Regions from separate parts of the Mus musculus genome. Here region 1 is linked to region 2. The links are chromatin contacts, called in public HiChIP or PLAC-seq maps. All regions are on one chromosome and are shown on one strand. Each heading gives the region's core, a stretch centred on a gene start, on an enhancer-like site or on the middle of the called end of the contact. The rest is flanking DNA. Distances are from core to core; before and after follow the strand shown. Region 1 overlaps Tmem231 (transmembrane protein 231). Region 2 overlaps Cfdp1 (craniofacial development protein 1).

Region 1 (4,319 bases), core at 27-2,526, 130 kb after region 2:
GCACGCACACAAAATAAATAAGTAAACCTTAAAAAAAAAAAAAATAGAAAAAACCCCCCAAAGTCTAACTCTAATCATCATGTGTTTACCAAGCAAGTGCTATTCAATCCACCAAGCTCTATTTATACATTTTGTTAAGATTTATTTTTATGTGTATAAATGTTTGCATGCACATATGTCTGTGCACTGAATGCATGCCTGCTATACACAGAGGTCAGAAGGGTTCTGGAAGAGGCCCTGAAAGTGTTGTTGCAGATGGCTGTGAGCTATCATGTGGGTGCTGGAAACTACACTCAGGTCCTCTGCAGAAGCAAGATCAGCCAGTGCTCTTAACCACTGAGCCGTTATGTGTAGCCCCTATTTGCACATCCTAAATCTCGAGTGACTTTGCTTCAGATACTTAAGGTTGGTTGGTTGGACTATCTGTCTCATTACTCGTGTCGAAGCATCAATCAATAAAATACAAAAAGGAAACTAAGATCAACAAGATACCAAGACCACAAATATTTGACAAAAATCAGAGAAGGGCATAAGAAAAGTCACAGCCCATAAATCGTATGTGGGCGGTTAAAAGTAGATCAGTAGGTGGTCCCCACAGTCTCAGCTGTGACACAGTGACCTGACAGTGGTCAGCAGGAGGGACGGAACTGAAATGTGACCCCTCCGCCAGGCCTTGACACACATCAATGCCTCTATGCTAAGCTCATTCACATTGCCCTCCCATATACACCTCTCTGCAACCAAGAGTTTTTGTTTCTCAAATGAGCAAGGTTGGAGCCAAGCTAGGTGCCTTTGGAGCCTTTAAGTGATTTCTTTCCTTCGAGACAGCAATGTCCTTGTCTTAGGCTCCTTGTCATCTACTGTCCTTCCTCCACTGGCTACTTCTCTCCTTGTCCTTGATTATCAGCTTTCTGGGGGAGGAGGGAACTCTGTTAGCAGGGTGGCTGATAGAGTCACAGAGCCACTTATGTATCAGTTAGTATGAATGGGATGGGAAAGTGGCTGCCTGGCCTTCTGTGATTTAGCGTCCGTTGCTGTTAGGAAGACTGCTCTGTTGCTGTGAAGAGGCAACATGGCCACTGCTGTTCAGTGGTTTAGTCCATTATCATGGTGGAAAGCATGGCAGCATGCAATCAGACCTGGTGCTGGAGGGTTCTATGTCCAGATCGTCAGGCAGCAGAAAGAGATGAAACTCTGGGTCTGGCTTGAGTTTCTGAGATCTCAAAGCCCACCCTCCACGGGACACACTTCCTCCAGTGAGGCCACACCCGCTCCAATAAGGCCACACCCCCTAACAGTGCTACTTCCTATGGGCCTGCAGGAACCATTTATATTCAGACTACCACAACTACCTTCTGGACCTTTGGGCCATCAGGAAAATAAAGTCGAATAAACAATTCTCTGTTTACAAGAGGGGAGGGGCCAGGAGAGACTTGCTAGGAGGATAGGGACCCCTCCAAAGGGATGTGATAGGGAGAGGAAATCATTTCACTCACTCGACTTTTACAATTTGCATCAAGCCTCAGACAGATCAAGTGCTATCCACAGTACAGAAGAGAAAAATCTAGATACAGGAAGTCAGAATTTAAGACTGGGTATTTTACTGTGGTGTTTCAGCTTTTTGACTAATCAAGTGGAGATTAGGTGTTTTTACCTTAAATTTCTTTTAGTATTAACTAAACTGTTCAGATAAAAGAAAAAAAGATTAAAAAATAAAAATAAAGCAAACAGACAGACAGTAGCCAAGAATGGTGGGGCACACCAAAATCTCAACACTTAGGAGGCAGCCGAGGCAGAAGGAACATTACAAAATCGGGGCCAGCCTAGGCTACGTAGAATACAAGGCCTGCCCAGACTACAGAGTGAAACCCTGTCTCAAAAAAAAAAAAAAAAAAAAAAAAAAAAAAAAAGAACTGGGCACGGAAGGAGGAGACAGAAGGACCAAGAGTTTACGTCATCCTCAGCTACATTCCAAGTTTGAGGCCAGCCTGGGCTATACTACACCATCTTAAAAAACTAATAATGAGGGGATGTTACCTGAGACTTTCAAGAAGAAAAACAAGGCCACCATTGAGTAAAGCAAGCTGTATTTTGGGATGCACCTGTGACCAACTGCTTCTCCCTAAGCTGGGGTTTTGGAAAGCCACCCCTTTTGGCCTCTTGAGGTCTCTTTTATTTGAGTGATAAAGTGTGAGAGGCAGGGTATTGGCTGTTATACAGTCTCAGAAAAATATGAGTGGAGAAGGGGATGGGATAGGGTGTCACTTGCCCTCAATCCTAGCAATCAGCAAGCAGAGGCAGGCAGATCTCTGAGTTCAAGGCCAGCCTGGCCTACAGAGGGAGTTCTAGGACAGCCAAGGCTATACAGAGAAACCCCCGTCTCGGGGGAAAAAAAAAATCAACCAACGAACTAATCAATCAAATAAACAGTGAAAGGGAGTAAGGCAAGGATAGACTCATCATGCAAATGAGGTCACACACTTAATGTAGGGCGAAAAGCATGCTTTACAATTTACATCAGATCTAAGAAACAGCAAATTATTATTATTGTTGTTGTTGTTTGTTTGTTTGTTTGTTTGTTTTTTCGAGACAGGGTTTCTCTGTGTAGCCCTGGCTGTCCTGGAACTCACTTTGTAGACCAGGCTGGCCTCGAACTCAGAAATTCGCCTGCCTCTGCCTCCCGAGGGTTGGGATTACAGGCGTGCGCCATCACTGCCTGGCCAGGAACTTATTTTTAGTTATGCATAGAAACATTAACTTGCACAGGACAAACAGGAACCTTAATGTGCACAGGAACTTATTCTTCAGGGTCTTTTCTGCAAACAGTAACCGTAACCTGAAAGTTAGTAGTATATCACTCCTGTTTTAGTCTTACAGGAGGTGGAGAGCTCGTTCATCGGTTAAGAGCACTGTGTGCTGCACTTCCAGGGGACCAGAGTTCGGTTCTCAGTACTCACAATGGCTGCCTTACAACCAGCTGAAGCTCTAGGTCCAGGGAATCCCAGTGCCCTGCTCCCCACAGAAACTTAAGTGTACACATATCCACATAGGTGTACATACACATAGAAATATATGCACAACACACATAAATCAAAATACTAGAACTAATCTTAAACCAATAAAATAACAACAACAATAGGGCCAAATAATATATATATTATTTGGGCAGAGTTTGAGGTTAGCCTGGTCTACATAGTAAGTTCCAGGCAAGTGAGGGCTACATAGTAAGACTTTATCTCAAACAAAAATCCAAAACAAAAATAACACAAACAAAAATATTTCCAAATCCTAAAATGAAATAAATACATAAATAAATAACCTCAAAGGAACACATATCTTGACATCCACCCCACCCCCCACCCCAAAACAAAACAAAACCAAAGACGAGGGCAGAAAGCATCATTCTGTACAAAGGTAGTATTCTGCCGCAAGAGTGACAAATAAACACAGGACAGCACCAGGTAACTCTCAAGCGACACAGAGAACTGAAGCAGGCTAAGGTGGAGAGGGTGGAAATTAACTGAGACTTTGACGGCAAGTGTTTGGGATGATCTAACTTGCTGGCACCCTGACAGTATAAGCGGGGGAATGGGTGGAGGGCGATCCAGGCTAAGCAAGGGTCTGTGTGCCAAGTGTGGGTGACAGCAGGTCACCTGGACAGTGAGACGGCTGAGGAGGAGGAGGGGAGGAAGAGGAGGAGAAAAAGGAGGAGGCTCCTTTCATACACATGAGTCAAAGCTAGCTAACAATGACATACTTCCTCCAGCAAGGCTTCATCTTTAAATGTTCCACAACCTTTCCGAATAGCGCCACCAACTGGAGACCAAGTGTTCCCGCACGAGTCTAAGGAGGTCGGATGAGTTCAAACCCGGTGACTATACAAACTGTGATAATAGTTCCAGAGTGAGCCGGTGGACGGTGGGCTGGAGAGATGGCTCAGCTGTTAAAAGCACTGGCTGCTCTTCCAGAGGACTCAAATTTAATGTCCAGCAATCACGTGGTGGCTCAAAACTACCTCTAACTCCAGTCCCAGAGATCCATCCTGGCTTCTGAGTACACTGCACACTTACGGTGCATGGACATACATGCAGGTAAAACACCCACACACACAAACTGAATACAATGTCTTAAAAAAAAAAAAAAGGAGACATTCAGAGAGCTAACACCTCAACACTAGTTCTAGCTCAGTTTCTGATACCTGACTAAGAAAATTTGTAAATCACATCACTTCATTTGTATGAAAATATGTATATTTTGGAACTTAAAAAAGACATTTATTTACTTATTTGTGTGTGTCTATGTGTGTATGGCCCATGAGT
Region 2 (4,120 bases), core at 601-3,100:
CCTCTCTAAACTAGCCAGGGTGAGAGGTACAACAGAAGACCTATGTGTCTCAATGGTGGGTTGTTTGCCTGTCTGCTTACTGAGGACTCGGCATACTTCCTAAGCTCCGGTGCTCTGCTTTTTCCACAACTTTCAGCATCCCTTCCTCCCCCAACTCTGTCTCCTTACAACAAACTAACCCCGAGGAGGCTGAAGATACAGCTCAACTGATACAGCACTTGCCTAGAATGCAGAAAGCCCTGGGTTTAACTTCCAGTATCAAGTAAGCCAAGCATGCTGGCCGGCTCATGCCTATAATCTTAGCACTCGGGAAGTGGATGCAGAAAGACCAGAAGTTCAAGGTTATCTTCAGCTACAGAGTCTGAGCTCAGCATGGGATACATGAGACCTGTCTCAAAGCAAACAGAACACTGAACAACCAACCCCTGGCCAATATTTTAAAAGAGAGGCTTAGTGGTGTGCGCCCACAGTTCAGGGCTTAGGATGCTGAGGTGAGCGAGGAGCAGCTTTACCCATCTATAAAGGCAGCCAGCTTGAGGCAGCCTAAACTGTAGTATCCTCAGAAAAAAACATGAAAAACCTAGATGTCAACATAAGATAAATTTAAAATTCATAGGCATCTCTAAGGCTGAGGTCATGTTTAAATGTCAGGACACGAGGTGGTCTCCCTCAGTGCGGAAACAATCCCTTCAGTTCCATACCACAGACACCTCATTTAAAACAGGCCAGCCTGCCCCTTATTAGGAACAGGAGGCACACTAACCGCATGGCACTGCATGAAACACATATGACCTAACTCAAATACACTTTGCAGACATTTCCCCAAATCTTTGCTAGACTCCCCCAACCCCCCCTTACCCTCCCCCTCTCTCTTTTTTTCTTCCTTCCTTCCTTCCTTCCTTCCTTCCTTCCTTCCTTTCTTTTTCTTCCTTCCTTCCTTTTCTTTTCTTTCTTTCTTTTTTTTTTGGAGACAGGGCTTCTCTGTGTAGCCTTGACTGTCCTGGAACTTGCTCTGTAGGCCAGGTTGCTCTTGAGCTCACAGAAATCACCCGGTTCTGCATCCAGAGGGCTTGGATTTAAGGTGTGAACTACTACCACACAGTCCTTTTATTAGACGAGGAAGTGCCTGGCCCTCCTCCTATGGGGGCCCAACTCTGAAATCCCTTTTGCCAGCACCTACAACATGCCTTGCTTACTCATTGCTACTAGAGTAGTGAATATATTTGAGAAGCCACAATCCTGCTAAAACCTAGTTGAAAACTGTAATGTAGTTCACCTCAACCTATCCTTCTACCTCCCAGGGCAGCTCCCAGGTCTCCTCAGAAAGCCAAAAGTTCCATCAACAGCTTTTGCTTTGTCATGCCATCCCTGCTAATCCTGAATTTAAGGGATCCCCGAGAAGCAAAGATCTATTATGCAAGTGACTCCAGGAAGGTAGTTGGGATTCCAAGGCACTCAGCTAAGGAAATGCAAAGGATTTGAAACAAAGAAATAATCTCATGGAATTTGGTTCTGGCGGAGAAAACTCTTCCTCTCCCTCACTGCCCTTTTTCTCTCCCTTCCCCTTTGTCGGATGCAGGAACGGTTTTCATAGATGATAGCTACAGTCAGGCCATCTGTAAACCACAACATTGCTTCTTTAATGAATGGAAGATAGTTTACTCATTGCATCAGTGACCCCCTCCCCCAAATTCCCATCTTTAAAGCAAGAGAAAATGATTAAACACAGCCTCTGACCAATCATTAGATGTTAAAGCAGCTTTCTCTTATACAAATTAGATGGTTCTCTGAGGCTCTGTTACAAATCCTATGCCCTGAATGATGGTTCCATTTGCATCTAGACACCTCAGGGCATCTGCTTTAGTATTCATGGTCATCTCCAAAGGTGTTGACAATCACAGGCTGTCACTGGCTGGCAGGTCTTGAAACAAAGCTAGCAGACCCACCAGACAACTAAGTCAACTAAGAGGCTGCTATAAAAATTCAAGTGTGATTAGCCCTGCAGTGGCAGCACATGCCTTGTGGATCTCTGAGTTCAAGGCCAGTCTGGTCTACAGAGCAAGCTCCAGGACAGCCAGGGCTACACAGAGAAACCCTGTCTTGCAAACAAACAAAAAAGCAAAAAGGAGAACAGAGCATTCAGTTTTCCAGTTGTCCCCATGAACCTGTCACCTGCTCTGGGAACGTGGCATCATACCCCCTTAGTGAGTGGGGCTCTCATGGCTTCTCACTACAAAGCTTCAGTGCACCTAGAAGGTGACTATGGCTGCTTCCCTTTCCTGGGGGCCAGTGGTTCTGTGCTACCTGCTTTCCCTGGCACCATGAGGCTGGGTAGTAACTCCGCGAGGATCACCTGGGCGAGCGCCATCGATGGATGTTCTCACAGTCCAGACAGGAAAAAGCCTGAGCATGGCCACTGACACAGTGATCTGAATGACACAGCTAAACATGGGCACTCATGAAAACCAGAACCCAACCCAAACGTAGCTTCGATAACTCTGAACAAAGTTCTCCCGGGAATAAAAATGATGGCAAGCATCCAAATATAAACTACTATCCTTATGCTATGAAGCCATGGCAGGAAATCTGATGACCAGCCAATTCCTTTTGTTTTGTTTTTTTTAAGATGTATTTATTTTATATATGTGAGTACACTGTTGCAGAGTTCAGATGCATCAGATCCCACTACAGGTGGTTGTGAGCCACCATGTGGTTGCTGGGATTTGAACGCAGGACCTCTGGAAGAACAGTCAGTGCTCTTAACCACTGAGCCATCTCCCCAGCCTCCAGCCATTCTTATTCTCAGAGAATACTTTAGAGTCCACCCACTTAGGGCATACAATTCAATGTGATTTTTTTGGGAGAGTAGATGGGAGAGAGGTTCAAGATGTGGTGTACCTACGTAGCCCCAGTTGTCCTCGAACTCAGAGATCTGTCTGCCTTCCAAGTACTGGGATTAAAGGAGTGCACCACCGTGGTCAGTACAATGCTTTTTTTGGGTGGGGTGGAGTGGGAGTGGGGAGGGGTCTGAGACAGTGCTGCCTTTAATCCCAGCTCTTGGGAGGCAGAGGCAGGAGGATTTCTGAGTTGGAGGCCAGCTTGGTCTACAGAGTGAGTTCCAGACAGCTAGGGCTACACAGAGAAACCCTGTTTCAAAAAAAAAAAAAAAAAAAAAAAAAAACAACAGAAAAAGAATCATATCAAAAAAAAAAAAAAAAAAAAGAAGAATCATACCCAGATTAAAGGTGTGCAAGAACGACTCTATCGTCTGAGAGCTCCTGTCCTAAGAGCTGTCACACTTGGGGAGAGCTCTGCTCTCCTGAACCACTGCCACCACACTCCTCACCTGCTAGTTTGCCTCTTGTTGGCCCAGCCCAACCCAACCTGACTCAGTGCAGGGTGGCATGGGGTAACTGGGATGGCATGGCAGTGAAAACGACTTCCTGCTCACACTCGCCCCACTTTGCCGAACTCTCGCACCAGGCCTGGACAGAGATCTCCGTGGAAAGTCTCTGGTACACAGGCCTACACACAATGGTTTTTAATATATTATCATAATCAAATTTTAGAATGCAATGTCATCACCACAAAAGTTCTCATGGTGAGCATGGATAGGATGGCACAATACCTGAGGACTATTTGTGTAGTTCTAGGTGTTATCAGTACTACCTTGGATCTATACTTAAAACACTTGTTACTATGGCTTCGAAGCTAAGGAAGAGAATTGTTTACTCTATCCCGTAATTACTATACATTTATTTGTACTCTGGATAAGTTAACTTTTTTGAATCTCTAGTAACCAAATAGTAAAATGAGAGTAATAATAACTACATTGAAGGATGACAATTAACCCAGAGATACAACACTGATAAACCCTTATCTATGGGATGCCGTAGCTGAGCCAAACCCTGGACAGAGTTCTTCTCCTTTAACTCAGTCATAGAGGCAAATATGCAAACAAGCAGTCGCTTTCTTAAAAAACTGAGCACAGGAAGTGCAGCTGAGCAAGTCAGGGATGGAAGAGACAAGGAAGGCAGGCTGTGGAGAAGCAGCAGCAGTCTCATTAGAAGGGCAAGAAGAAATGTGCTAGAGGCAGCAGAAGGACCAAGGTCAACACATC

What was found. HiChIP or PLAC-seq counts read pairs in DNA pulled down with a chosen protein or histone mark.
Region 1: an H3K27ac HiChIP or PLAC-seq map of embryonic stem cells shows a contact between it and region 2, with 5 read pairs. The contact joins two enhancer-like sites. A contact is called at or near these places in 1 of 115 datasets of contacts at active chromatin or transcription factors (embryonic stem cells) and 2 of 9 other capture datasets (adipose tissue and liver).

What each region holds. Positions count from the first base shown.
Region 1 is chr8:111,919,900-111,924,218 of GRCm38.p6, forward strand. The region is part of intron 2 of Tmem231 (transmembrane protein 231); the gene reads right to left. All of the region lies in intron 1 of Gm36531 (a long non-coding RNA gene), which reads left to right. Among named protein-coding and RNA genes, the nearest start is that of Gm36531, 8.0 kb to the left of the region's middle. Within about 2 kb of position 1,277, at least 3 of the 459 cell types and tissues checked have an H3K27ac peak or open chromatin away from gene starts, as enhancers often do. A contact at or near this core is called in embryonic stem cells, where this site is marked.
Region 2 is chr8:111,787,976-111,792,095 of GRCm38.p6, forward strand. The region is part of intron 5 of Cfdp1 (craniofacial development protein 1); the gene reads right to left. Among named protein-coding and RNA genes, the nearest start is that of Gm39252, 35 kb to the left of the region's middle. Within about 2 kb of position 1,851, at least 21 of the 459 cell types and tissues checked have an H3K27ac peak or open chromatin away from gene starts, as enhancers often do. A contact at or near this core is called in embryonic stem cells, where this site is marked.